Linked DNA regions of Hordeum vulgare: region 1 is linked to region 2. Evidence: chromatin contacts called from public Hi-C data. All regions are on one chromosome and are shown on one strand. The core of a region is the stretch at or near the end of the contact, and the rest is flanking DNA. Distances in the headings are between cores, read along the strand shown.

Region 1 (3,499 bases), core at 700-3,199, 220 kb after region 2:
CATGAAAAGCACATGCACGACACACGGTGATGGCGGGCTTACCGCCGGTGGAGCCACGGTGCCCCACCTAGCCTGCGGCACACACTGATTGCATTGCACAGCACCGGTGCAGTCGACCCCATCTGGAGGTACGTACGGCTACAAATAGCTAAATGCATGACTGACACCGCATCACGCGAATACGAAAGATGGCCTTGCCGCTATGCCAGCCGCCCGTGCTTGAAGCCTTGTACAGACACGAAATCCAAATGTTTTCCCCCCTGCGCTGGACTAGAGAGACGGACCCAGTATCACCGGTCTTTTTTTTTTCTTTTATTGAACCTAACAAAATGAAGGGCATGCACTCGATCTCTCTCTTTTTTGAGAGAGAGAGAGAGTATAAAGATCAGGCCGATTTTTTTCTAACCTTTAGTGCAAAGAAAACGCACATATGACCCTAGTTTAAAATTAGGTTTAAAATTGACCTCTTTACGTGACGCCAACGTCCCTGACGTCTGGGTTGCACTGGAGACGTCAGGGACCCTGGCGTCTGGCTAGGCCCAGCCGATCAGCCTGCCGTTGATCAGATGACGTGACGAAGGGGCCAGACGCCAGGAACTGGCGTCTCATAAGTCCAATTTAGTGCAAACCTACTGGTGTCTGTTGTGCGCACCCAGACGCCAGGGTGTCTGGCGTCTGGCTAGGCCCAGTCGATCAGCCTGCCGTTGACCAGATGACGTGACGAAGGGGCCAGCCGCCAGGGTCCCTGACGTCTCAGATGTCAAATTTAGTGCAAACCTACTGATGTCTGTTGTGCGCACCCAGACGCCACGTTGCCTGGCGTCTCATATGTCAAATTTAGTGCAAACCTACTGGTTTCTGTTGTGCGCACCCAGACGCCAGGGACCCTGGCGTCTGGTCTTGGCCACATGACCAGACGCCAGGGTCCTTGACGTCTGGGTCCTGAACCCAACTAAACTATGTGGTGGACTGTTGGTGTGTGTGCCACCACACTCACTATATGGTGGACGGTTGGTGTGGGTCCTATCACAACCATGGCTAGGTCATTGATTGGTTAGTGAGGCAACCTTTTTCGTCGCTGGTGAAGCAAGCTTCTCGTTGCAAATTGGAAGAAAATAACACCTATCTCTGAAAAAGAATGAAAATGCTTAACTATAAAATAATAACACAGACGATACGCATAGGTTGCAACAATGAAAAGTACCCTTCAAAGTTTCATTGATACTGAATACACATACAACAAAAATGCTAACAAATCAACTAATCAAACATAACATAATATTCAAAAATACTATCAAAATAAGATGTTGAAACAAAAAAGAAATGAAGGGATTAGGATAGATTACCTCAACGAAGCTTTGGGGGATCCAATGTAGTGATTTTGGTGAAGAAGGAAGTAGATCAAGGGAGGAGGGTGTGAGGGGAAGAGGGGGCGAGAGAGAGAGAGAGATGAGTTCTGGCGGCTGGGGGTGGAGGAAGATGATGGGTGGGTTGGTGGGTCGGGCCAGGGAGTTACTTAACCTACCCGAGCAAGGTCTGGCTAGACGCCGTGGCCAATGACATCTGGCCCCTTTGCCACGTCATTTGGTCAACGGGGGCAGATCGATCGAGCCATCACCAGACGCCAGGGTCCCTGATGTCTCCAGTGCAAACCAGACGTCAAGGACGTTGGCGTCACGTAAAGAGGTCAGGTTTGCAAAAAAAATTCAAACGAAGGTCAAACCTGTATTTCCTTTTGACTTTAGGTTAAAACACGAAAATTGGCGTAAAGATCACTCGTTTGTTCTCTTGCGCATTCTTAACGGGCCGGCTGGTCCTGTCCCCTGCCGCGCTTTTTAACCACCACCGGCCGAAAGCAGCGGGGCCCGTCCAAATCGCGCTCCACGCGGTCCACGCGCGGCCTATATAATAATAAATATTTACGTAATCTACCACGTACACCCCTTCAGAAAAAAAAAGGGAATCCAGTGAGCCCCCCTCATTCATGCTCGCCCTTCCGTGCTTCAATCCGACCGGGCCGGTCCGGTACTCCGGTCCGGTCCCGGCTCCCGAACCATCCAGACCCCGGTCCACCACCACCGACACGCGGGCCCGCACGCCAGGGTCACGCCCCCCGCGCGCCGCTGCCTCCGGCGATCCCAGCTCTTTCTTCCGCTCCCTCTTCATAAATACCGCGCCCAGACCTCGCCGCAGATCGACCGCGCTCGCCCTCTCCGCCTCCCTACTGCTGCTAGTAGCGCTAACCGGACTTCCCTCCGCCGCCAACGCCAACATGACCGAGGTCTGCGTCAAGGCCGCCGTCGGCCACCCCGACACGCTCGGCGACTGTGAGTCCCCCCCTTCCGTCCGACCTTCGTCGCCCGGTCGACTCGCCGGCGGAGCCCTGACTGATTTTTTTTTTTTTTTGATTTTGGGGGGCGCAGGCCCCTTCTCGCAGAGGGTGCTGCTCACGCTGGAGGAGAAGAAGGTGCCCTACGAGATGAAGCTCATCGACGTCAGCAACAAGCCCGACTGGTCCGTCCCTCCCTCCCCCTCCTCCCCACTAGAACAGAATCTCAGTTTCAGGCTCAGACGGGAAAAAAAATTCATATATAGATGGGTTACTGGTCTGGTTTCCTTGATGTTTTGAGCCTCTTCTATGGCCGCCGTGGGTGAGGCTTATGCGTCGCTTAGATGCCTGCTGTGACGCGTGACAGATTTGGTCTATCTGGTGCAGAGTATGTGGCCCTCGAATTGGGTGTACACGGATACTGTGTTGGGACTAGAAATTCAGTGAAAAAGGAGCTAGAAATTCTCTCGGTTTTCTTCTGCGCAAGGGGTTCAGTATTATTTTGATAATAAAAACAGAAGGACCAGAAGCTCTCTTGGTTTACTTCCGCAGCAAGGGTAAATCATTGCGATGGAAAAAAGAAGTAGAAATTCTTCGACTTGTTTTGACCCAATTCCACAGCGATTTGCCGCCTTCAGTCGGTGCTAGTTGGTTCGCGTTGGGTGAAGCAGAACAGCACGGGACTGGGCATTTTATCGTGGTCGCCGTGGGCGAGGCTTTGTGCGTTCCTTAGATGCCTGCTGTGATGTGACAGATTTGGTCTATCTAGTGCAGAATGTGTGGCCCTGGACTTAGGTTGGGTGTGCCACGCAGAATGTGCTAGAACTGAAAGTCACCCTAAGATATATCCAGATAAAAACAAGAGACATAGTTAAATATCTCTATGGTAATTTTCATAAACAAGAATGAGAAAACTATTTTGTTTGCTTGTGCTATTTTGTTACTGCTGAACACGGGGTTCAGAATTTTAGACAAAAACTATAGTATTTTGTTTGCTTCTGCACAAGGGGTTCAGTATTTCAATCTCACTTCAGAGGAATATAGTTTATAGGATGAATTATGAGTATGATTAGGGGACTACATCTTGAAGGTGATTCACCCAATGCACTTGCACTGTCCAGGCAGAAGCTTGGAAGAATTGGAAATTGCTTGACTTGATTTTTGTTTTGG
Region 2 (3,255 bases), core at 437-2,936:
TGCTTATGCGTACTATGGCGTGGCGGCTTCAACCATCGTGCACCAGCCCACTGACCAAACTGCGATGCTTCTTGGCTTGTTATAACCGGTGTACAACTTCTCCTCTGAGGGTCTGGTTTCAGAACAACAATTTGCGAGGGCCTCCGTGAACGCCTGCTCCCATTTGGTGCCGAATGCTCCAGCGACACATCTGAAGTTTCCTCAAGAAGCATGCTAGAAAGAGGATCCCCGGGCTCACTACCAACTTCCATTCTGCAAAGGATATCCTGCCCAAACGATTGCGCACCAGCACCATTGGTTCCATGGGGGGAGCACTGCAAACCACTGTAACCAAGGAAGTGCCCTGGGAACCCTGACAAGGCAATACTGCTCTCCTGAAGGATTTCAAGGAAAACGTCCTTCTTGGAGTAGAGTATCTCAAGTGCCTCGCCAAACTCCTTGGAATTCCGGCGGCCTTCGTCGGTGGAAAGGCGCTTGGCATCCAAGAACTTCTGCCTGACAAACTCGAGATCGGCATCGTCGCTTCTTGGGCGCGGCCTCTCGTCGCGTGACTGCAACGCCCTGCGCATCGCCATGTTCTCCACCTCGGTCACCTCGAAAACGTCCTTCAGCTCCGGCAGCTCATCGCCGCTGCTCCGGCATGGCCGATCCTCGCACGAAACCCGGGCCGCTTCCTCGGCTCGTCCGGACAACTTGAGCCGCGGGTTGCTCTGGATGTCACTCTGGCACCGGTCAAGAACCTTCTTGGACCTCGGCACGGTGTCAAGGCCCATCAGCCTCGCGACGATGCTGGGCGCGCAGTGAGTGAACTCCACCTCCTCCGGCCCCTCTTTCGTCAAGTGTGGCTTTGCAGAAGCCATGCTTTGGTTGCTGATGTTGACTGCCTGCGAAACAGAGGAAAGGCACAGCACCACAGCTTCAGCAACGAAATATGTATACAGAATGCACACTAGCTTGTGGACACAGAGATCCTCCTTACCGCTCCCCAGTTGTCTTTGCCTCTGTGCGCCTCTGACAGCGGCATCGCCTTCCTCGCCCTCTTGGACCCTCTCTTGAACTCAAATGTGAACTGGTTAAAAAGTTGATGAAACAACGGAAGCATCAGGACTCATGGTCAAAGCATATCAGCAATGGTCAACCAGGGGCTAGCGCCATTCAAATCTAGTATTATTAAAAAAAATGAACGAACCATGCTCACTAGTTAATTATTTAGTTTTGAAAATTCCGGACTAGGAGTTTGAATCTGCATTTCGGGAGATGCTCCACTAATGAATCTAGCAAAGACCAAGGGAGAGCAGCAGCAGCAGCAGCAGGTCAAAGAGAGACAGAGCTGGGGGACAGAGGTGACAGGAGGAGGAGGAGGAAAAGGGGGGCGAGACGGGCGGCGAGGCTTACAGAGGATTCCTCGACGGAAGACACCACCGGATCCTCCATCCCCGGCGCGGCGGCCGGCACTCGCGCTGCGCAACGGCGACAACGAAGGCGGATTCAAATCGGAGGGGAGAAAAGGTGGGAGCAGAAAGTAGCCGTGCGGGATGAGGCGGCGGCGCTGCTCACCTCGGCGCGGCGCGGGGCGGGGGTGGGGGCAGCGAGGGGGCCTCGCCGCCGCAGATCCTCCTCCTCCACGCGGTCCGGCGCCGCCGCGCAGCATCGCCTCCCCCTTTTCCGGTGTGACAACTTTTCGGGCTTCTCACTCTCTCTCTCTCTCTCTCTCGCTTTCAAGAGGATTTGAACTGCGGCCGTCGCAGGGGGAGGCGGGTCCCCCGCATAGGCATGGCCGGGCGGGCGGTGAGAGGACAGCGGAGTGGGCTGGACTTGAAGGACGTGGGGACGTACCCTTATCGTCCCTGCGCGTGGGTCAGAGGAGGAGGTGGACCGCGGTGTCAGGGAGCGAGGAGGGTGTGGGTGTGGGCGGGAGGCTGGGGAGCGGAGGGCGGTGGGGCGTTCGGGTTTGAAAAGGGCCGTGGGCCCGAGGGCCCCACACCCTGGTCTGGTCTGGTCGAGTCTCGCGCACAGTGAGCATGCGCGAGAGCGAGGGAGCACCCGAGGCTGCACAACACGCCGCGGAAGTGCATCCACGGCTCTCCGGATTTCCACAATACAGCACAACTTTTTTGGGGAAACTTGGGAGTTTGAAAATATTCCAAAATATCGCCCCTTTGGCCCTTTCTTTTCATCCCCGGGGTGCCATTGCCCGTGTCAAGGGTGTTGCGGCCGGAGCTGACCGTGCCACCACATACACACAAAGCTAGCCCTGTTCATGGGAAACCCGACCTTGCCCATGGGTGGGGTTCGGGCCTAGATTTTCAGCCCAATGGTCGGGCCGGGTCGGGTTTGGACCTGCGAAAAGCCGATTTTACCCTACGTCGGGTCGGGTTTATTAGACCGGGCTGGGCTGAGGTCGGGCTTGGGCCTAGAAGCTAGGTTCGACGGTCGAATCGGACGGGGCTCGAGCCTGAGTTTTGTATCATGAACTTTTTTAGGCTCGGCCCGGCCCGGCCTACCAAGGCATCATGCTTTAGTATGACGGCGCTAGGGCACCATGCCATTTGGTTAAAGAAAAGACCAGCCCGGGCTGAGGCGTCCAACCGACCATGCATCTTTTTTTCTACATCCCATCTGTTTTTTGGGTTTTTTTTGCCACACCTTCCTCTGGGCTTTGACAATTTGCCACCGGTTATATTGTAATTGATCCATTGTCACCGGTTATATCAAACTTTATTGTTTCGCCCTCTGTTGGATGGGTCCCACAAGAAATGTCCAAAATACCCCTCTCGTTCTGATTCCCTTTCCTCTCGCCCACAAGAACCAAGGGGACGGCAGGTGGCGACAACAACTTGCGTTGGGTGGCCCTCAATGCCGACAATCCTGGTGGTCCTCAATGGCAGTGGCTGGATCCAGGCCATGAAGGTTAGGCCCTCTCTCTCGCCCCCTCTCCCCCGTCCCCTTAGAGTTACATGCCTAGGGCTCGGTCTCGCGCGTACGTTGTTGCTAGTTTTGCGTTGCTCTTGTTGCTTGTGTGTTGCCGTTGCTCCCAGTTCAGAGTTGATGATGTTGCCTGTGATGCCCAAACTGCTGTTGTGTGCATCTGCTTCCCAAGGTCCTGCTTGTGTGTCGGCTCTACTTCTGATACTTGTGTGCCATTGCCAATGTTGCATGGTGATGATTGTTGTTATTGCTTTTTTTTACTGCTATTTTAGTGTTGCTTGTTGCTGGAGACCTCATTGTGGTTCGGCTGATTCTTGATGGCAGACC

What was found. A called contact is a pair of places that touch in the nucleus more often than the background predicts.
Region 1: a contact with region 2 is called in a Hi-C map of seedling, with 2.2 times the contacts expected there. The contact joins the promoter of LOC123451934 here to the promoter of LOC123451547 in region 2. A contact is called at or near these places in 1 of 6 Hi-C or Micro-C datasets (seedling) and 1 of 1 datasets of contacts at active chromatin or transcription factors (embryo).

The regions. Positions count from the first base shown.
Region 1 is chr1H:19,816,887-19,820,385 of MorexV3_pseudomolecules_assembly, forward strand. It overlaps LOC123451934 (probable glutathione S-transferase DHAR1, cytosolic), which reads left to right and starts at 1,950. Exons shown (of 6, transcript XM_045128535.1): 1 at 1,950-2,327; 2 at 2,424-2,514. The coding sequence starts at 1,985.
Region 2 is chr1H:19,596,644-19,599,898 of MorexV3_pseudomolecules_assembly, forward strand. LOC123451547 reads right to left here and starts at 1,687. Exons shown (of 6, transcript XM_045128264.1): 1 at 1,558-1,687; 2 at 1,396-1,460; 3 at 980-1,069; 4 at 1-884. The coding sequence starts at 1,651.